2 separate regions of the Mus musculus genome follow, and region 1 is linked to region 2. A link is a contact called in public Hi-C data. All regions are on one chromosome and are shown on one strand. Each heading gives the region's core, a stretch centred on a gene start, on an enhancer-like site or on the middle of the called end of the contact. The rest is flanking DNA. Distances are from core to core; before and after follow the strand shown. Region 1 has its middle 420 kb from the start of Gm30397. Region 2 has its middle 390 kb from the start of Gm45488.

Evidence for each region. Hi-C and Micro-C count contacts between places; a contact is called where the count stands out from the background.
Region 1: a Hi-C map of adipose-derived mesenchymal stem cells shows a contact between it and region 2, with 2.5 times the contacts expected there. The contact joins two enhancer-like sites. A contact is called at or near these places in 4 of 484 Hi-C or Micro-C datasets (the C2C12 cell line, adipose-derived mesenchymal stem cells, embryonic fibroblasts and 1 more).

What each region holds. Positions count from the first base shown.
Region 1 is chr8:44,343,493-44,351,099 of GRCm38.p6, reverse strand. No RefSeq gene overlaps it. Among named protein-coding and RNA genes, the nearest start is that of Gm30397, 420 kb to the left of the region's middle. Within about 2 kb of position 3,494, at least 17 of the 459 cell types and tissues checked have an H3K27ac peak or open chromatin away from gene starts, as enhancers often do. A contact at or near this core is called in adipose-derived mesenchymal stem cells, where this site is marked.
Region 2 is chr8:44,088,876-44,095,833 of GRCm38.p6, reverse strand. No RefSeq gene overlaps it. Among named protein-coding and RNA genes, the nearest start is that of Gm45488, 390 kb to the right of the region's middle. Within about 2 kb of position 2,828, at least 29 of the 459 cell types and tissues checked have an H3K27ac peak or open chromatin away from gene starts, as enhancers often do. A contact at or near this core is called in adipose-derived mesenchymal stem cells, where this site is marked.

The sequences.
Region 1 (7,607 bases), core at 2,245-4,744, 250 kb before region 2:
GGAAATGTAAATGGGCTAAATACCTAATAAAAAATGGAAAAAAAAATGTAGCACTTTCAGAAGCTGTCCCAGACACTGTTGCATATGCCAGAAAGATTTTGCTGACGGGACCCTATTATAGCTGTCTCGTATGAGGCTATGCCAGTGCCTGACAAATACAGACGTGGATGCTCACAGTCAGCTATAAGATGGAACACAGGGCCCCCAATGGAGAAGCTAGAGAAAGCACCCAAGGAGCTGAAGGGGTCTGCAACCCTATAGGTGGAACAACAATATGAACTAACCGGTAACCCCAGAGCTCCTATCTCTAGCTGCATATGTAGCAGAAGATGGCCTAGTTGGCCATCAGTGGAAAGAGAGGCCCCTTGGTATTGCAAACTTTATATGCCTCTGTACAGGGGAATGCCAGGGCCAAGAAGCAGGAGTGGACGGGTAGGGGAGCGGGGTGTGGGGTGAGGGTATAGCGAACTTTCAGGATAGCATTTGAAATGTATATAAAGAAAATAGCTAATAAATTTTTTTTAAAAATCAAAGAAAAAAAAGTAGCACTTTATCTACATCATGACAGTGGCCATGAACTTCCTGAAGGCTTCTACTGGTAAAGTCAAGAGAAATTCAGGCTTCCTCTCTGCATCTGCGGCTGTGGGATGGCCTCGCAGAGGTGAGGATTTGAGAGGATTTGAGCCTAGAAGCACATTGAAGTAAGGCAAGGGCCAGAGTAGCACTCAGAAGGTATGAGAAAGGGTTGCGGGGCTGGTTCCAAAGGTCCCCAAAGTGGAAGGAGACCAAAAGTAGAACCCAGATGTTTCCAGATCTACGTTATCTGTTCTCTGGGTTTACTATATGTCTACTGTACTTGTTAATTGGAAATTTCCCCTGTACTGATTAAAATTACTTTTTACCCTCCTGATAGGTTCCCTACAGTCATTTCAATGTGGTTTAAAATTCTCAGGGAGGCCATTTCTAAGGCTCCGTTAGTGTCTTCTTCCCATATGTTTGCTAGCACATTGATCAATTTCGTTTACTCTCAAAAAAAAAGACTTTATATTTTAAAAAGGATTAGTGTTTTTAATACATCACTCAGGATGAACTTATGATTATATTTATGAAAAAAGTAATGAATTGATCATGCATATGCTGACATTTTTAATCAATTAAGGGATATATACTAACCTAGCTCTGTCTACTATAAAACAGGAACGGCTCTCATATTTATGAACTTCACGGCTTTCAAATTTACAATCGCCCAGTAAGTCAAGCCTGTGCTGAGAGTTTTCCTTTTTAATTATCACCTAATAATAATTCTGAGCCTGTTTTTAAAGAACATTTGCAAGTTAACTTAGTGAAGAAACGGGCAGACTTGGTTTACTGGCTTGTTCTATCCATGTTTTCTCGAGTGTTGTTTTCCTAACTAAATCTGTTAGAAAATTCTTCCAGGCTGATTCAGAATTTCCGCTTCCTCCTGTCAAACACTAGTCTCCAAACCTTAGCACTTGGCCTGGTTTGACTGCAGCCTTCAGAGTTATACACACAGCATCAGCCTGATTTTCTGATATTCACACTGGCCCACTTTCCCCAGGTGAACATTACATTGTCCAAATATGTAAGTTTTCTTTCTGAACATGTATTTTTAAACATCTGTGCTTTGCTAGAATTTCTGCTGTAGGTAATGAAGACTACTGCATATTCACATAAGATGAATCATTTCTTTTTTTTTGCAATGTAAATACAGAACTGCAAAATATGTTAAATATAATGCTAAGAATTGTTAGATAGTTGCTATCAAGCTGTGTATACTTAGTTGGAGAAAGTCTAATAAAATTAATATTACAAATATCATTGCCAGGCATAGTTGCTCAGCTCTGTAATCCTAGGACTCTGGAGGCTGAGGCAAGAGGATTTCTGTGAGGTCATTGTCATCCTGGGCTACCAAATGAATTCTAGGACAGTCAGAATTACATAGCAAGGCATGCCCCAACTTTCTAGTACAAATTGTATTGTATGCATTTAGAAGTGAAATGATTCCTAGATGAGAGGCAATAGAAAACTGAGAATTGCATATTGGCAAGGAGATATGTGCTGCTGAGTACTAACGAAATGATGGTGCCTACATCTTGAATCTTTGAGAATAAGAAAGAACATCAGAGGGAAATGGAATCCTGTTTAACAGTCTGTTATTAGAGTATAATGACATTGAATCATTTTTTTGTCTTTCTTACAGAGAAATCTATATAGATCTTTGCATGTGAATATGAACAGACTAATTCCCATAAAATTATGATGGGAACATGTGAGTTATACATACATATCATGACTCTGAAACAACACAGATAAAAATGGATTAAAGAAAATAGAGATTATAGGTGAAATGCATTGTAGTGGGCACTTGTGGGGGAATAAAGCTACCTTATTGATCTCCTTTGTAATGATATGGAGGCTTAAGGGTGTGTGTGTGTGCGCGTTTGTGCACATGTGCTAGTGTGTGTGTGTGTGTGTGTGTGTGTGTGTGTGCTCTTTGATTGATCCTGGGTTTCACCTCATTTTCCTTGAATAACATTAGCTATCTATTATTTTCAGAGATTATATACCAATAAATAAATTGTTAAAATCTGAGAGCATAAACTTGCTCAATTCTGGTTAGGACTTTGTTAAAAACACATTCAAACAAACTTATTATTATACATGAACTCAAGACGAAAAAAATCAAATTTGCAGGCTAATGCTTCAAACTGTTATTGAAGTGTGTGACTTTCCATATTCTGTGTTATCAGTAATTGTGCATTTCTCCTTTACCTGATATATGAAAAGCATACAGGATCCGGTACTGTTGGATCTATATTGTTTATCTCTATTCCTGAATGTAGTAAGAAATCAGTGGATATGTATCTGAAGTAGGTATAGGTGCAGGGGAAAAGCATCCATGTAATGTTGAAGATGCTAGCTTACTGCCAAGGGATGCAGGAACCCAGTTCTGAATTTGGAATTAGAATGATTTCCACTCCCTTAATATTATTTCCTGATCTTAAATCAAAGGCTATTTGAAAATATGCCCCAGTTGTGTTTATTAGGAAATATCTTTCTGGATTACAATGATATTTTTCTTACTTTCCATGTACAAATATTTTTCTGATGATACTATAATTGGATACAACTCAAACTAAATTCTTTGCTGAGTCTAAAGTGTAGCTATTGTTTTTAGTTAATGCTGCAATGTTATTTTTCAGTGTTACTCTTGACCATTCCAGATAGTGTCAAATGAATCACTTTTAGTAATATAACCATCATAATATTTTGAAGAGAGATTTGTGGTGGAATTCACCCTGACTTTTTAGCTTATTTAAACCAACCCTATGCAACAAGTGGTTGACTATAGGAAAGTGCTGGCACTGACTACATCAGAGTCTGCTATGATTCCTGGTGTCCCTGTGGTTCAGAGATTAGTTCAGTACTTACCAAGTGTTTTTGTTTCAGGAAAGTGTGCCAAAGTCTGCCATTGTGTTGCATCAGAGCAAAGCATGTTTGCAAAGCTATCCAGTCAGTCTGTGTACCTCGGTCACCCTGGAGATGTCTGGAAGGAAGAAAAATAAAAAATTTAAAAAATGAGTGTGTCAAGAGAGAGGACATAATATTTGAGAAATAATCCCAGAGGAGAAGAAAAAGGTTGGAACAAAACTTCAGTAATACCAAGGAAGAGAAAAGAAGGGAAACAGACAACAACAACAGGCAGAATACTTGTTTGTCAATGTGAATTTCTCAGATGAAATCTTTAGAAGAAAAACTGATCTCACTGGAGTCTGTGATGTTTTTTTTCCCCTGACTGGAATTCTATGAGAAACTCTCATATTAACAACAGCAGCTACAAGATGGCTGCCACCAGCATCCTGAGAGCAAGATACATTGGGAGAGGTACTGATCTGGCACAGACACTTCAGAAGCATTTAGAACCATGGGGCTGTTATTTTTGCAAATGAGAAGATATAATTAAACCAAACTGGGCCTGAGTTACATCTTTAGTCTTCTGTGTGGTATGAAAAATGTTCAGAAGCAGAAGGTTTCTCAGCAAAGGGACAAGTGTGTCAGTCACAGATCCACCATGCTGAGAGACACTGCTTGGAGAAGCATTCTTAGGATGTCCTTATCTTGGATATAGCTGAGTCCCCATCTTGGAAAAAGCCGAGTCTCTGTATCATCTCCAGTGCAAAACATCAAAGCAAAGCCAACATCCTTAACTGAGCAGACAGGACAAGTATCAATTCTGACCAGGTATGTAGGAACAAAAGCAGATGCAGATGTAATGATACCAACTTACTGACTCAAGACCCTCTTCTTTTTTGGCTGATAAAGAACAGGATTCTCTGGTATTCAACTATATGCATATATTTCTTGGATGAGTTGAATACATATCTATGTAAAACTTGTGAGTGTGTGTGAGAGCATGTATGCCAATGTACATATACTATGTATGTGCTGGTGGAGAGGTGGTTAGTGCTGAAATCAAAAAAGACAGATAGCCTTCATCTGTAGCAGGTGAAGTTAATGAACAATTTCTGGTTAAGTGCTAAAGCAATGGCTTGCACTATCAGTCAATGTATTAATTCAAGGTCTCCAGAAAAATAAAAGCCAAGGATATATATTTATATGAGAGATTTATTACTAGTATTGGTTTATATAACAATGGGGGAAAGTCCAACAGTAAAGTCTGCAAGCTGGACAAGCAGAAAAGCCATTAACACAATGCAGATGGAATCCAAAGACCTAAGAATTAGTAAGAGTCCACAAGGAAACCTAGCCTGAGAATTTAAGTCAGTGGCTATGGTGAAAGCCTATGATTATGAAGGCTGAAGAGATGGGAACACAAATACACAAGGGTTGGAGAATATAGTATAAGAGCAAACCAAATTCACCCATTGTACTGGCTGGTCCTGTGTGTCAACTTGACACAAGATAGAGTCATCATAGAGAAAGGAACATAAGCTGAGGAAATACGTCCATGAGATCCAGCTGAAAGGCATATCCTCTATTAATGATCAGTGTGGAAGGGACCAGCTCATTGTGGATGGTGCCATCCCTGGGCTGAGGTCCTGGGCTCTAAGGAAAGCTGAGCAAGCCAGGTGAAACAAGCCAGTAAGCAGCCTCTGCATTAGCTCCATCCTCCATGTTCCTGTCCTGATTTCCTTCAGTGATGAACAGCAATATAGAAGTGTAAGCCAAATAAACCCTTTCCTCCCAAGTTGCTTTGGTCATGGTGATTTTTTTTCACAGCAGTAGTAACTCTAACTAAGATGACCTACCATTTCCATAAGGCCTTAAATAGATAGAATTCCACTTGCCTTTACCAGGAGGAATAGACAGTCATTGGTCAGTTGTGGAATACCATCACAGAAAAATTCACATACAATGTTTTAGCCTATTAACTTGAACACTAAAATTATTCCACACAATGGACCAGTGAAAACCATCTTTTCCTTTTTCCTAGTCAGATGATGCTGAAGGAAAGATTAGGAGATGTTATAAAAATAAGTAACATTTCTGTTTGTAAATATGCATAATTATGAGTAAGTTGGCACCCTGCTAACTTAGGCTAAATATGCAATTACAAGAATGAAGAGTAAAATTATAACAGAATGTCAAAATCTGCTTTTTAAAAGAGAGAGGAATCCATTCTTGCTACTTTTTTCACCTAACTTCCTACCACAGTATTCATATTCTACCCATGTAAATAGTCATTAATGTCTGCAAAAGAGATGAAAAAGGACATTCCTGGGATGAGCTTTTGTTTAAGCTTGGCCAGGCTTTTATGAATACAATTTATCTTACCAAAATTGGACCTCCTTAAGGATTTGTTGCCTTCTGAAGGAGGAAGTGTGAATAAGACAAGATCATGTGGGCAAGCATTTTATGCCTTGTTAAGGAAAATAGGACAGATACATGTAAGTTCATAAGGCCAGGCAATTAAATAGTGTGACACCTGCCTGGTGAAAGAGGAAAATGAAGCATAAATGTCTCAGTCCAGGGGGACCAAGTCTGATGGAAGAAATTGTTTCTTAAGTTACAACACAGGTATTATACCTGCAGGAAAACAAGAAAGGAAGACTTCTAAGGTCAAGGGAATTCAAAGAACACAAAGGATTAAGTAAGAAAATAAGCTTGTGTCTCACACTGATCATTATTAAACAAAACAAAACAAAACAAAACAAAACATTTTTCCACAAATTTTCTATGTATTTGGTCTTATATATTCTAGATTGAATTGATTTTCTTTCCACCGTTGTTTTATTTTCTCCCTTTATTCTTTACTACTTCTACTCATAAACTCCTCTAAGTCTCCTTTGGTTACATGGACAGTCACCAAGTCACCATGAACATAGCCAGCATTGAAAGCAGCATCAGATCCTTCATGTTTCTCAAAAGAATGTGACTGGCCTGCAGCCATGGTCTGTAGGTTTGACCCTAGGGTCCCACTAGTGAGATGATTCTTGTTATTTGGTGTAGTGCACGGTTATTGTAGGATTAGGCTCAGGTCCTGCTGGGAGCAGTAATGCACAGAATTCTTTTGTCTTCTGTGCAGGCAAGCTAATCTACCTGTGGATGAAACCAGGGCAGTAAATACAGCATCTTACTTAACTAGTGTGCTTTAAAAGTCTAATGCTTGAAAGACATGCTTTACAGTTCTTAAAGCATATTATTTTCACAGTTGAAGCACTCAGTACAAAGGAGCATTTTAAAGAGATTATACTGTGTGTTTTGTCAGAAAAAAATTCCCCTATGGTTTCATAGTCTTTCCCTACAGAAAGGATGGAAACTTGTTTCTTATTCTTCTTCATGTCCTCAGACCTGTGCCAGGAGGTCTTGGGGAAGAGAAAACCCACAAAGATGGCCCAATAGCTTGTTGACCAACCGTAAAACCTTTTTTCCCCCATCTTTATTTGAAGTGTGTCATATGTTGTAACTAAACCAGCATGTTGGCTCAATGCCCAGTGGAAACCAGAAACACAGGACAGTGTGTCTCAGTACATTGTTTCAAATAACTCTTTTTGACTTCTTTAGGGAGATCAAATAGGAATTCACATCAGGCCAGAAGGTTACAAGATCCCCACAAAAGTCTCCAACTGAGTCCTGCTATGTGCCATGAACATCATTCTGTCAACACAATCGTCCATAGAATCAGCTAAAACTGAATGAGTCTTAGCAACTTTACAGCTGTCTTACAGTATTTGACATGGATCAAGACATGCTGCTTGGCAGCCGCAGGAACTCTTCCCTGGGCAGATTTATATCTCAAAAGTATGGGACATGAAGTTGAATAACATTATCACTGTTTCAATGTATAATGGTAACACAATAAGTACTACCCTTTTCCTTCATGAATACTGAGCCAATGTTGGACTTTCTGTGTCCTCCCACCTCTCCCTTAGTCCCTTTATAGCTGTGGCCACTATAAATAAGTTGAAGGAAAATTACTTCTCTACTGTTGCACAATGTCTCCCTTATCTGACAGCCACAGCTGTCACACACACAGATGCTCTTATTTAGAATGCCCATAGCTGCAAATGTGATTGCTTATATTCTTCAGTTGCTGAGTAACATTATATTAGTTACAAATTTAA
Region 2 (6,958 bases), core at 1,579-4,078:
GATAAACATTGCAAAGTAAGAAGAGTGTTAGCGGACCCTGCTTTGAACTCTACTCACTTGGGGCAGTGGCCTTTGAGAAATGACTGATGTTCTCACAGTTTTTTATGTTAAAAAATGTACAGTAAAGTCTTTAGGGAAACATTGTGATGCCCCATTACACTGTATATCACAAGAAGTTATCCCATTACATTGATAGAAAGAAGTAGCTGTCATTAGTATTTCATAAGCTCCATTCACCATTAAATAACATCAGCATACACTCAAAGTGCATATGAAGTTCTTTTATTTAGAAAAGCTCAACAGTCCTTGCATAATTAATTTTATCATTTTAAGAAGGATCAAATAAACATGACTCTCTCAATGGCTTCTCTCAGTCCTTTTTTTTAAAAAAAATTGCCAACTAAGCATATGAATAATTTATAACCATTTTGATTCAAACCCATTCACTTATTCAACAAACATTTACAAATCACATGTCAATAGAGCATACTTTACTGGCAGGTCCTATTTGAAACAACAAGGATACAACGTAGTATATATTTTCAAGCTTGTGCCTGAAGGGAGTTTTCAGTTTGGGCCCATGATAGGGGCCACTGGAAGCAACACAGCAGGACAAAGACAAAGAAAGTATGACTATTCCTATTACATGGTTAACTGCAGCAGGGTTGGAGTTACTGCAACCTTGCTATTTGCAGTATGGTGGTCAGAAATTGGTGTGAAAACAAAAACAATCTGCTGCCCTTATATCTGTTTCCCAACTTCTCCACATGCTAACAGCCAGGGATGGGAAACCTCAAACCAGCTATGAGTCATGGTGGATAAAATTCCCAATGTCTATATTTGTCTATTGTGGAATAAACTGTCTTTTCTAAATATATGCCTTACCACTTCCCATTACCCAAATTCCACAGCACATATTTCTGCTGGGAAAACAGAACGGAAACCATTTTGTCTACAGAAAGTCTGTGTTCCTGTTTCACTTGGACCTAGAGCTGATCCAAAGACTAAAACTAACAGTCTTAGTGACAGGATAGAAATTGACAAGTACTTGCTATGTTTCCATAAAAGCAAGATTGACACAGTGAAATTAGGAAGGATTGAACACAGTTCAACATTTAGGTTTTAGAAACAACAGCAGTGGTTTTTTAAAGGTGCTTTTGCTCCATATCATGGCATCTAATATTGATCCATGGTTTCTTAAAAGCTGAAAATATTCATTACTTAATGATCATGCATAGTTTTCTGTCAATTATAGACTTAGATAATATCATGTGAGAGGACACTTTTAAATCTGTATTAGGTTGTTGTCTTCTTGGTGCAAATACAGTTTCACTTGCCTTTCCATCCTACCCCCCCACCCCATTTGTGGCACACAGTCAAAAGATCTGTTTATTCACTGAATATATTGGAATATCTGGCTGTAATAATGAAGTATTTTGTATGCATAAAGTAAAAATCTGCATCCTTGTGGGCTGCAATGCTTAGGCACATTAACAAAGCTCTTTCACATTTAGAGATTGCACCAGAGTGTGTCCATTGGACTATGACCAAGGAGGACTGAATGCTTTTAAGCCAACAGCCTACAAGGAATTATTCTATGAAACGGAGTGTTTCTAATCTTGGAGAAAAGGAGCTTTGGGGGAAACGATTGGTGCATTGAAATCCATGAGAAGCTTTTATACAGAACCCAATTAGATTCCTTGTAGCTCTGGACAGAGGAAGCAGAGTCACTGGGTACAGGCAGATTTTGGCTCCAACCATGCAAATAATCTAAAGTAAAATGGACTTGCTCCTAAATAAAGATGCCCATCACCAGAAGAGGTAAAGTCAAACCTGGATCACTATCCTTTTAGAAATGCCATCACAGATGGCAAATTCTCATGAGTGTGTGTGTGTGTGTGTGTGTGTGTGTGTTGGGGCTCTAATCTTCTACCCAATGCTGATCAGCTGATGCTATTGCCCTGCAAGCCACAGCCTCTGGAAACAATTTTATTTTAAGGAGAAGAATTACTTCTTCAGACCATTGTTTTTGGATATTTTCCCATCTGAATACTGTTCCTTTGACCTAACCATAACATTCCACTGAGTGATATTCATACTTGGATTTTGTTGCTGATTTTAGGAAATATGGTGAGCTGTCAGCATTTCTAGGTGGTAAAAGAGGCTACTACACCATCCTGCTCAAATTTCTCTAGTCATTTCCTGTCACACTGCTATCTAAGCATGCCAAATGAGGCAGGGTTCTATGAATTCAACTCCTGTCCACAGATAAGCTTCTTTGTCACAGACCATAACCTCTAGAGGCGAAAATAATGTTCTTTTGGCATCTGCTAGTGTCTTATTTCTCAAGCATAGATTGATTCACTCATTTCTTCAACACAAATTCACTTGCTAATATTTATTGAGCTTAAGTCTAAGCATATAATGCCAAATAGGATGTCCAACCCTCCATGAAATGCCAGATTAGGTCCAAATCATTCCAACACACTGTGACATCCACTTAACATAATTTGTGCAAGATCGTAAAGTAGCTAAAACTGTAAAGCTGCCCATTGTGGGTTGAGTCAAAAGGATTCCACACAGTAAGCCTTGAAGTGAATCTTGAATGATACAGTGCCATATAGTAGTCAGTTACTAAAGGCCATTTTGCATAGAGGAAAAGGGACAACTTCATAGAAGGGTATTATCATAGATGTTTCAGTAAATAAGGATTCAAAAGTTAAAGTCACAGAATTCATTGGGAGTTGACAGGGGCTGGGATGCCCTGAGGAAGTTCAGTGGGTCTGCAGCAGTCCTCTGCTTTGGAGATGTTCTTGGAGAGATACACCATTACAGCAGCCCTATATTCAAATCTCTACTTCTCCCTCTGGGATCTCTTTATGCTCCAGTTTCCTTCACCTGTGGCTTTGAGAGATTTTTTTGAGAGACTCCATCTGGAAAACTCATGCAATGTTGTCCTAATTGCCTTCCCAGTAGAACCTTTCCCCGCAAAACAGTCTTCCTTCAGACGAAAAGAAATTCCTGTTAAGGTAAATTGAAATACAAACCAGGCCTGAAAAACCCCTGTGTAGCTAACAAGACCTTACATGCAATCTTAACTTGGCTTAATTTGCAAACACATACAAATTTTAACTTGAGTTATGTAATGTCAGGACCTATATTAAAGAAAAACATAACTTACACTCAACCAATGTGAAGCAGTCGACTGAGTTATAATAACATAACTAGAAACTTCCCAGAGGGGTAGACTATGTGAATCAAACTTTAGAGTCAATCAAATGTTTTCTTGTGTGGCTTCCATATTCATCTTATAAAAACTTCTCCTCCCCAACCTTCAGGGAACTTCAACTTCTGATTTGGAGTTTCTCAATTCAATAGTTTTTATTTGCTCAGATAACTTCTTTAACATTGTAGCATGGCTCAGTTTACATTTTAAATTCCAAAAGGAAGACATACAATGTAAGTGAGACAAGAAAAAAAAAAACTCATCGCTGAGGTGAGGTATCCAGTATGGATTTAAAAACTACTACTGAGCAGATTAGAGCATTTTGTTCTAAAATAGGTCATCTTAATATGAGAATGACTTGAAATTTGATGTGTCGAGAACTACATATGTTTATTCTTTGACTACATTGATCCTATCAAGATAATTATTACATTTCTTAAATTCTAAAGTAGGTCTTAATTGTAGGATTAAGACTTTGATTTAGACAGCTTCAATTTGTAATTTTAGATTGCTTTATTAATCTTCTAAGGGACTGTGAAAAGAAATAAACAAAAATCCAAGAGAAGGAAGAATGAATGTGTGAACATTACTAAAATCAATATATATTTGATTTCTAAAACATAAGTTTATTGAAGTTCTGGCAAATATGATGAGTGTTTCCTACATATTTCCTTCATATTCATTATGTCCTCTCTCCACTTTAACCACCAAGAGCCTCTTACTTTTTCCAGTGATATTATAAAATGACAAATTTCATTTCATTAAAAGTAGGTAGTGTGCCCAGATGTATGAATGGGGAAGAGAAGATGAGGCCAGGGTTGACCCAGGTGGACAGAGGTGGATGCAGAGGACCAGAACTGCTGAGAATAAAGAATAAATTATTGAGAGCTTGCCTGAACTGCCATTTGAAGTATGAGGAATATCATGGAAGAGGACTGGAAAGAATACAAAAGTCAGAAGATAGGGGGAAAATGTGTAAAGTGCCATCCATTTTAAAAATGACGCAATCATGAATCTTGAACTCATAGGAGCTGCTGTTACCTACACTGGGCCTGTGCAAGTGTGGTCCTGTCAACAATTAGTTATATTGGGGGGGGATATATATGGCTACTAAAAGATTCTGGGAAAGATAGACTCACTGTCTACAGTTGTGTATCTGCTGGTGAGCTCATCAGACTGCAAAGGATAATTTTTCTTAATTCTTTTTTTTATTAGATATTTTCTTTATATACATTTCAAATGCTATCCCAAAAGTTCCCTATACCCTCTTTCTGCCCTGCTCCACTACCCACCGACTCTCGCATCTTGGCCCTGGCATTCCCCTGTACTGGGGCATATAAAGTTTGCAATAGCAAGGGACCTCTCTTGTCAGTGATGGCCAACTAGGCCATCTTCTGCTACATATGCAGCTAGATATATGAGCTCTGGGGGTACTGGTTAGTTCATATTGTTGTTCCACCTATAGGGTTGCAGACCCCTTCAGCTCCTTGGGTGCTTTCTCTAGCTTCTCCATTGGGGGTCCTACAATTGAGTACTACTCAGCTATTAAAAACAATGGATTTATGAAATTCTTGGACAAATGGATGTATCTGGAGGATATCATCCTTAGTGGGGTAACCCAATCACAAAAGAAGTCATTAGATATGCACTTACTGATAAGTGGATATAAGCCCAGAAACATAGAGCACCCAATATACAATTTGCAAAACACAAGAAAATCAAGAAGAGGAAAGACCAATGGGTGGATACTTCATTCCTCCTTAGACTAGGGAACAAAATACCCATGAAAGGAGTTCCAGAGACAAAGTTTGGAGCTAAGACGAAAGGATGAAATATCCAGAGAATACTCCACCCGGGAATCCATCCCATAATCAGCCACCAAACCCAGACACTATTGCATATGCCAGAAAGATTTTACTGAAGGGACCCTGTTATAGCTGCCTTGTATGAGGCTATGCCAGTGCCTGGCAAATACAGATGTGGATGCTCGCAAGGGATAATTTAAGTGCTATAGTCAGGCAGCCTACCTTGGTTAAACTCAATGAGTCGCGGAACAAACAAAAAGAAACAAACCCAGAAAAGGCCTTTATTTGTAGGGGAGAGAAGAAGAAGGCAGGGGCATGAGGTGAGAGTAATTAAAATACATCTAATACATGTTTCAAAATTTCAAAGAACAAGTTTAATCATAATAAAAACAATATGATAAAGCATTGTAGATCCTCCCATTCAAATATGTAATTATTTGTCTAGAAAAACTGCTTGCTGCCTAGAATTCATTATACAGAAAATTTATGTCTATTAAAAGTAAAGACAATGGTATGGACTATGAATTTTAAGGACATTAAATTTAATAACACTCTTGGTTCATCTTTGACACCATGTTCATCTACATATGCCCTTGGGGTGCATTCATCCCAGCATCAGCACATAAGCTGACCTAGCCAATAAGTACAGAAGGAACAAGGATACAAACGGACCAGAAGGAAGTTTTGCCACTTCCTTGATACTGGGTCTTGTCTTTGATTTGTTAGAAATGTCTAAGTGTACGTCCAAAAATTCATATTAATATTAAGAAAAATAGAATGACATATTCAGTTACTCTATCATTTACTTTCAAGGAAGTAAATTAATAAATCCTAATTGTAAACGAAATGTTTTTCTAATGTCACCTTCTCTCAAAATGACAGTGCATGTAAGGCTAATTTGCTAACAAAAGTCAGAAGCAGCAGCAGCAGCAGCAAAGACATATTAGTCTTGCTAGTTTCAAAGGAAATAGCTCAGCATGTTTGCTTACATTGGATAAAATATACCTAAACCTAACCTTCACTAGTAAGGAACTTAGCCTGTATTTAAAGATCTCAACAACTGCAATGCCATCCCAGGAGCCGAAGCAGGGAGACTTTAAAAATCTAATTATTTTTAAATGATTCTCACCAGATGCTTTACCCTTCTACTCGGTGCCTCACACTCCTTATGAAAGCAGGTTAGCTTAACTCCCCTATAGCACTCTCCATGGGTTAGCTACACAAACCCACCTTCTAATTAATGGTAAGAGGTGACATTTGTGGAGCATAATCTGACACTCTGATACTCATGATGATGGCTTCTGTGCACCTCAACCATTAAGAACTCAGCTCTCATTAAGTCAACTGTCCCTCTCTTCACAGGTTGATACCCCCGTGAGACAGCTTTCTTGACATTAAAAGAAAAGTGTATTTTACCCCATTGGCAAATGAATCTGAAGAAGATGTGAGATTTGTTCTGTCTGATATCCAGACTTCATTCTTTAACTTATTAAGTGAAAATTCTTATTTGTGCTTGTGGGGGTGATAGGTTAGAAAAAAAAAGTAGGAGGAAAGATAGATTCTGGACTGCAGAAAGCCAGCGTCTTCTCTGGGAAGCATGGATTGCCAAGTCAAGCCTAGCATCTAGTCCACTTAATATACAGTCCTGCTACACTGAGTCTACAGCTTGTATAGTACTCTTGAACCAATAAGAGTACTGTAACTCTTGGATCACAGTGATCTGTAAAAGGGTGGGAGAGTAAGCAGGATTCCTAATTAGTCTGCTTCAATTCCTGTCTCAGTTTCTTGACTAAAGTTCCTGCCTTGGCCTCCCAAATGGACTATACATGGAAGTCAAATCAATTCTTTCCTCCTGCATACTTTTGGTCATGATGTTTATCAGATCAATAAGAAGCTAAAGGGACACAGATAATTTGTAAATATTAAG